Regions from separate parts of the Sus scrofa genome. Here region 2 is linked to region 1. The links are chromatin contacts, called in public promoter capture Hi-C maps. All regions are on one chromosome and are shown on one strand. Each heading gives the region's core, a stretch centred on a gene start, on an enhancer-like site or on the middle of the called end of the contact. The rest is flanking DNA. Distances are from core to core; before and after follow the strand shown. Region 1 holds the start of C2H19orf43. Region 2 holds the start of FBXL12 (F-box/LRR-repeat protein 12).

What was found. Promoter capture Hi-C pulls out the DNA fragments that hold promoters and counts their contacts.
Region 2: a promoter capture Hi-C map of fetal liver shows a contact between it and region 1, with 4 times the contacts expected there. The contact joins the promoter of FBXL12 here to the promoter of C2H19orf43 in region 1. A contact is called at or near these places in 2 of 5 promoter capture datasets (fetal liver and liver) and 1 of 47 Hi-C or Micro-C datasets (skeletal muscle).

Annotation. Positions count from the first base shown.
Region 1 is chr2:66,260,739-66,264,610 of Sscrofa11.1, forward strand. C2H19orf43 reads left to right here and starts at 1,648. Exons shown (of 3, transcript XM_003123323.4): 1 at 1,648-2,065. The coding sequence starts at 1,715. ASNA1 (ATPase ASNA1) reads right to left here and starts at 397. Exons shown (of 7, transcript XM_003123324.4): 1 at 47-397. The coding sequence starts at 207.
Region 2 is chr2:68,700,193-68,704,064 of Sscrofa11.1, forward strand. FBXL12 (F-box/LRR-repeat protein 12) reads right to left here and starts at 1,725. Exons shown (of 3, transcript XM_013987420.1): 1 at 1,379-1,725; 2 at 1,162-1,268. It also overlaps a transcript of UBL5 not described here.

The DNA.
Region 1 (3,872 bases), core at 398-2,897:
TGGTACATCCCACCCGTTTTCTCGGCCCCCGCCGCAGCCTCCTTACCTGCAGGTGGTCTTGCCAACGCCACCCTTGCCCCCAACGAAGATCCACTTAAGGCTACGCTGCTCGATGATGTTGCTAAGCGTGGGCTCCAGCGGCTCCACATCAGGGGCATCCTCGAACTCCTCTGCCTCAACCCCCCACCCGGCCACCCCTGCCGCCATCTTGGACCCGGCTCACGTGATCAAGCGGAGCGAACTATGCAAAGCACCTACAGGGGAAATTTCCTATCATATCCCGTCACGGCTAGAAGCGTGAATTAATTTTCTCATGATCTGACTTTTAGGTGATAATAGAAGCTATATTTCCATATTATCCCCTTCCAAGGTTCACCTTGTCAACCTCTTGTCTATATTTTTTCAAAGACTCCCCCTGCCTAATTAACATATTGGTACCTTCCAGGTCACTCCCCTTCACTGATTGGGCCCTACGTCTTGCCACACTCCTTCCATTGGCTTCATCTTTTCTTATTTTCACCAATCACTCTCACGTCCCTGTAGCGGCCGACCTCCCCTTAGCAACCAGCCAAACACACGGTCCATGCCCTTTCCAAGAAGTTTGATCCGAGGTCCATTCCTACCTGACTCCATAGGCTCAACTTCATGTCGATCATTTCCCCCTATTTTCCAAATCTGGTCCCAACACCGCCTCAGGTCTGTCTCTTCTGTTACCTAACTGGCAACTGGCTGGGAGCCATTGAGCTCCTGACGCGAACCAATCATAGACGAACCGATTAGCTATCTTGAGATAGGTCCTCGGGGTGCCAGTGGTTAGAGGCAGAACAACTCCAGTTATGGGCGAAAGCCACAGATCCTTGTCCATTGAGCCCTGAGCCCCACGCAGGGCAGGGCCAACATTTGCAACCTCGCTCTTTGTCGTAGAAGGGGTCTGTTCTCGAAAACCTCCTTCCACTTTGCTCCCTATTCGAGGGGAGTCTGCAGTTCAGCCAATTATCTTTTTGAACCTCTGCCCCAGGAATACATGCTCGGTTCCAGGCCGTTGGAGGACACTCTACCTTAGATAGGGACTGCAGTCTAGAAATATCCGCGGCTTCACCTAAGTACTCTAGCGCATACAATAATACCCTGACTTTCAGATGAGGACCCCAGTTCCTTCGAGCAAGCGGTGTCTCTATTCCCAAATGAAAGCTCCATTTCAGAAGACAGGTACCCAACCCAGAGACGCCTCCATTTCTATTCTGGGGGCCCAGACTAGATGTACCCCCGAGATCTAGTTAGGGACCCAGGTTCCGAAGATTCAGCTGAACACACAGCCTCAGATGAAGTCCTTCCCCACGTTGAGATTTTCTCTGGTGCCAGAAAAGCGAATATGCCCCCAAGTCCCAGGCGGGAACCTCACTCCGAGAGCCAGCTATCGCCGTAGGCTTAGACGATAGCCTTATTTCGGGGGAGACCATGTCTGCGTAACGCTCGCGGAAGTTTAGTTGGGTTACTATAATCCGCTAGGCAGGGCGATGTATCTGTCTGCTGGTGCGCGGCTTCAAGCTTTACTCCTCTTTCGCCCCGCCCCGCGTGCCCCGCCCCCACTGCGGACGCTAGAGGACTAGACGGGTCTTCCCAGCATGCATTGCTCGGGACGAGGCAAGTCGGGCGCCAAGCGCGGGGTCGGAGCGGCCTTCCCGGAGTCCTTTGCGCGGCACCTGGCGACAAAATGGCTGCCCGAGGGAGACGGGCGGAGCCTCCGGGCCGGGAGGCGCCGGGCCCCGCGGGCGGTGGCGGCGGCGGGAGCCGATGGGCTGAGTCGGGGCCCGGGACGTCGCCCGAGAGCGGGGATGATGAAGTGTCGGGCGCTAGTTCGAGCCCTGTGACGGGCGGCGTGAACTTGTTCGCCAACGACGGCAGCTTCCTGGAGCTGTTCAAGCGGAAGATGGAGGAGGAGCAGCGGCAGCGGCAGGAGGAGCCGCCCCCGGGCCCGCAGCGACCCGACCAGCCGGCCACCGCCGCCGCCGCGGGTCCCGGGGATCCGAAGAGGAAGGGCGGCCCGGGCCCCACGCTCAGCTTCGTAAGGAGCCGCGGGGGTGGGGGCGGGCGCCAGGGCCTTCCTCGGTCGGGGGAATTGGGCCCGAGAAAGGGTATCGGGTCCACCCTACTCTCTGGATAAAGTGCTGGGGATTCGGAACCTGGACGAGAGAGGCCTGGGGGCGGAGGTGGGGACCCCTGGAGCCTGCCCGCAAGAACTGGGAGAAATTCCATTGGAAACAGCGCTCCGGGGATGGGGAAACCTGAATACCACTGTTTGAGTGGTACCCGAACTTTGGATACTGGGACCATCTCCCACTATGGGAGTGGGGGATATAGTCAAGTCTGGAGTCTGAATTGTGTGGATGAGAGACTCAGACTACTTACTGTGTGACCCTAGGAGATTTTCGTGTCTTTCCCGAGTCTCATTCCTCCACTGTCTATTGAGCACCTTACCTTGTGCTGGGCACCGTGCTAGGTGATGGATAGGCCTTGTTGAACACTACAGGTTATCGCTGCTTTCCTGGAGCGTCAGAACTGGCTTAATCTCATTTTCCCTGCTTGCAAAAATGGACATCATCCCATCTTCTGGTGTGATTAGCACTGGTTCTGTCTTATAGGAAGAGCTAAACCAGTGGTTCTCAATTGGGGGCAATTCCCCCCACCCCATCCCCACATTTGGCAGTCTGGAGACATTTTTGGTTGTCAGAACTGGGGGAGGGAGTGATACTAACATAAGTAGAGGACAGGCATGATGCTGCTCAACATGCTACAGTGCGCAGAACAACCTTTCCCTCCTTCCACCTCAACAAAGATGATCCAGTTCAGGATGTCATTAGATGAGATTGAGAAGCTCTAGACTAAAGAAATGGCACCTCTATTGATAGTCAGCTCTGAGCTTTCTTTGTCTCTGGTGTTGAGAGCAAGTTCCTGTGGTGTGGAGAACACAGTGTGGACTTGAGAATACTGGATGGGGGTGGGGGTCACATTTATTCATCTGTCAAAAATGAGTGTGAGAATAGTCCTGGCAGTGCAGGTCACTTCATACCTGGTTGAGGGGTGGAGATGGGATCTCTGTAAAGCCTTTTGGAGCTCCTGTGGCATGAGAAACCCTCAGTCTGAGGGAGAAAATAGAGGACCAGGAGGAAAGTTCAGAGCAAGACTTATGCTTGAGGGAGGGGAAGTGGCAGGACCTGGGGGGTGGGGGCCAAGTGCACCTCTGTGAGTAGGAGTAGCAGTTTCATTTGTTCATCAAGGAGCCATTGTGGGAGCACCCTCAAAGAGGGCAGGCCAGGTTAGATGTAAGGGAATGGTGTCACTTGGTGGTTAGGAATTCTACTCAGTGGCTTAGACCCACCTGACCCTGAATCCAGCTCCATTGTTTGCCGTCAGCATGATCCAGGGTACAGGCGTCTCCTCAAAGATGTTTCCCCATCTGTACAGTGGGGATGGTGTAATCTACAATGTAAGGTGACTGTGACGATACTTCCAAGGCACCTGGCACAGGGCTTAGCATAGAGTAAGTGCTCAATAAAGGGGGCTGTTACTGCCTGTGTGAATCCTACTAGGGGTGAATGAGGCCAAAGCTAGTCCCCACTGATAAGGGGATTCTTGCTCCCCGGAAGGGCAGCCCCGGGGCCCAGGACTACCTGGGCATCATGGGCCCAGGGCAGGCGCTAAGAGTCGCGTGTGCTCCTCTCTGATTGCTGCGCAGGTCGGCCGGCTGGCGGAGCTGGGCGCGGCGTCGGGACGGGCCACCGGGCCGGGCTAGGAAGGTGTAGTGGGCCTCAGCGCCGCCAAGGGCGGGCCCCGGCTCCTGTAACCGTTGCAGTCTTCTGTCCCTTCACCCA
Region 2 (3,872 bases), core at 475-2,974, 2.4 Mb after region 1:
AACCCAACTGGTATCTATGAGGATGAGAGTAGGATCCCTGGCCTCACTCAGTGGGTTAAAGATCCATCTGTTGCCATGAGCTAAATGCATCTCAGATCCCAAGTTGCAGTGGCTGTGGCTTAGGCCGGCAACTGCAGCTCTGACTGGATTTTCCATATGCTGCAGGTGCAGCCATAAAAAAAACAAAAGAAAAGCTGGTTAGGGGTAAAATAGCATTTCATTATCTAAATAGAATAGGGTTATCTAAACTCTAGAAATGGAATTCCCTTGTGACTCAGCAGTTAAGGATCCAACATTGTCACTGTAGTTGTTTGTGTGGCTCCTGTGGGGTACAGGTTCCATCCACGGTCCGGGAACTTCCGCACACCACCAATAAAGAAAAAAAATAGTGGAGGGTTTCAAAAAGTGCAACAAATAACCTGTAAATGTTGTATGTATATATGTATACATAAACATTTATGTTTCTCAAGATCTGCAGCAAATAAAGCAAAGGTTAATAAAGGTTAAATCTAGATGGTGAGTACATGGTTTCAGATATTATCCCCTATGCATTTCCATTTGTATTTAAAATAGTTCATAATAAAAAGAAAAATAAAATGCAGGAGTTCCCGTCGTGGCTCAGTGGTTGACAATCCGACTAGGAACCATGAGGTTGCAGGTTCAATCCCTGGTCTTGCTCAGTGGGTTGGGGATCCAGCATTGCCCTGAGCCGTGGTGTAGGTCGCAGATGCGGCTCGGATCCGGCGTTGCTGTGGCTCTGGAGTGGGCGGGAGGCTACGGCTCCGGTTGGACCCCTAGCCTGAGAACCTCCATGTGCCGCAGGAGCGGCTCTAGAAAAGGCAAAACGACAAAAAGGCAAAAAAAAACAAACAAACAAACAAACAAAAAAAAACAACGGAAGAAAGTGGAAATGGTGTGATTGCACTCTTCAGGAGATTACTTCTGGAAATAAGTTGACTACAAAAAATTACTTTTCCGTGAAAACTCATCAATAAGCCCTTTCCCCAAACGATCTTGGTTATACCCATTATTTTGGAGATGGAGAAATTGAGGCCCAGAGGTCACAGCTGAGCAAGCAGGCGGCGCAGCCGGGAGCACCTGGGAGAGCCTCGCTCGAAACAAGGGTTGGAGGCGTGGTCCTTGAGGTCAGGCTAAACCTACCGAGGCCCAGGCCTTCCCGGCCAGCCCCGCATACCGTGTAGAGCGTCAGGTCGACATGTCGCCACAGCCACCGGTCGTCCACCAGCCTCTTCCAGCGGTGACAGACCCTGGGGGAGGGGACCCGCCGTTAGAACGACCACGGCCCCGCGGGGTCCAGGTCTGCACCTCCTAGCATGCCCCCCGCCCGGCCCCTCCCTCCCGCGGGGCGGGGCCGCACCTGGAGATGCGGATCCGGTCCCGGACCGGGAGGTAAGAGAAGATCTCCAACAGGACAGAGTCCGGCAAGTCGGCAAAAGTCGCCATCATCCCGCCGACACGCATTTCCGTTTCCGTCCAGAGGGACTCGGGGACTCGTTCTGAGGGCGACCAAGGAGGTGGGGGAAGTGAGGGTGCTGGCACGGAGGTGGTCGCGGCTTCAGGTAGCCAGCAGAGATTCAGCTTTCCTCTTGCGGGGACGTGGCTGGGCACTGGAGCCAGAGCAGCACAGGATCTGAACGCCGAACCAAAAATGCAGCTGAGAACTGGGACTAAGCCGGGAAGGCGGGGCTGAGGCGGTGACGCAAACCAAGGGCGGGGTTAAGGGGGGGGAAACCTTACTCTGGGGGCGAGGCCGGGACGAGGGCCGAACCCAGAAGGCGGGGCTGGGGCGGTGACAAGCCCTGAAGGCGGGATTGAGGGCAGAGCCGAGAGCAGAGGACTCCGCAGAGAGAGGTCTCAGCTTTAGAGCTTTGTGATGCATGTACATGAGGGTAAATTTGCAAGAGTGAAATAGCTTTTGTTTTGTTTATAAATAGCTTGTTAAAAGGAGTGTTGAATTTTTCGTTTTTATTGATGGTGTCAAATGATTCTCCTCAGAACCTGAACTGACTTCCTTCTCGTAAACAGCACTCATTTTTATAAGTTGCAATTCATAAAGGCAGTGAAATTTACTCAAGCATTCCCGTATTGATGAGTATTCCGGTTGCTTCCAGACCTATTACCATAAACAATATTGGAGCTAAGCATTCTGTTACATATGTATGTATGTATATACGTATGCAGGTTTATGTACACACATATATATAATATACTTCCTATGTTTTTATTTCTATAGGATAAATAAACAGGAGCTGTGCTTATGGGTCAAAGGACATGAGGAGTTTAATTCTGAGTAGCTTTTGCCAAATCACACTCAACAAATGGCAATAAATGTTTTTAATACACACAAGAAATTGGAGATGCTGAAAACTGTTTCAAAAAGAAATGCAAACTCATTAAGATGTACATGCTAAATGTGTGCAATTTGGTATACCAACTGTACCTGAATAAAACTTAAATAATCTGTATGCTTACACTTATCCATAAATAAATTCAAAGTAAAACACTATGGAATTCACTTATCAGATTAAGAAAGATGAGGAAGCCAAAAAATACCCACACTGGCTCTGATATGAGGAAACAGACTTTCTCAACCACAGCAGTTGGGGCAGAATTGATGCAAAATCTTTGAAGACAGTTTGGCAACATAAGATTGTAGCCCCTGTCAGACCAAGCATCCCACTTCTAGGATCTCAAATTGTCAGAAAGAACGAGGTAAAAAAAAAAAAAAAAAAAAAAAAAAAAAAAAAAAAAAACAAAGGAGTTCCCGTCGTGGCGCAGTGGTTAACAAATCCGACTAGGAACCATGAGGTTGCGGGTTCGGTCCCTGCCCTTGCTCATTGGTTTAAGGATCCGGCATTGCATGAGCTGTGGTGTAGGTTGCAGACGAGGCTTGGATCCCGCGTTGCTGTGGCTCTGGCGTAGGCCGGTGGCTACAGCTCCGATTCGACCCCTAGCCTGGGAAACTCCATATGCCTCGGGAGCAGCCCAAGAGATAGCTAAAAAGACACACACACACACACACACAAAAAAAAAACCAGAGGATAAAACTGCAGCCTACCAGATCCTCAGGGCAGAGCCCCCTTCCCTGCCTGCTTACATCTCTCACAAGCATCCTATCCTAATAAATCTATTACTTGCCTATCAAAAGAAAGAAAGAAAAAAAAAAAAGTCAGTGGAGGGAGTTCCCATCATGGCTCAGCAGTAACGAACCTGGCTAGTATCCACAAGGACTCAAGTTCAATCCCTGGCTTTGATCAGTGGGTTAAGGATCCAGTGTACGTGAGCTGTGGTTTAGGCCAGCAGCTGTAGCTCCAATTCAAGCCCTAGCCTGGGAACTTCCATATGCCTCAGGTGCAGCCCCAAAAAGCAAAAAAGAAAGAAAAGAAAAGAAGAATCATCTCCTGCCCCATCAAGCATACAGGAGTGGAGGGATAGGAACTGTCACATCTAAGCTCCTTCCTCTGGCTCAGAAATTTAGGCAACAAGAGACAGAGAGGCCCTGCCCAGTTTGCTCCCTGAGTCATGACCCAGAACTCTCCCTCCTGGGAAGCATTTATCTCCAGCCAGGAGCAGCTCTGTCAGCAGATCCTTCAGTTTCCCAGACAGGAGGATGGAGCTGACCTGGCCCCTCCGTGACCACTGAGTCCCCTCATGGGAAGTTCCAAATGATAATTACCAGGATGTGGAAAGAGGTCTCTTACATAAGGTGTCCTGTCTCCTGAGGCACCTCCCTCTCCCATCTGGCTCCCAGTGGCAGCCTAGTCCTGGGACTTCCCATTGTCCTCCCCCTCTACTTCCTCAGGATGCCTTAGTCCAGCTGGGGTTGGCAGCCCCCCAGTAGATCCCCATTC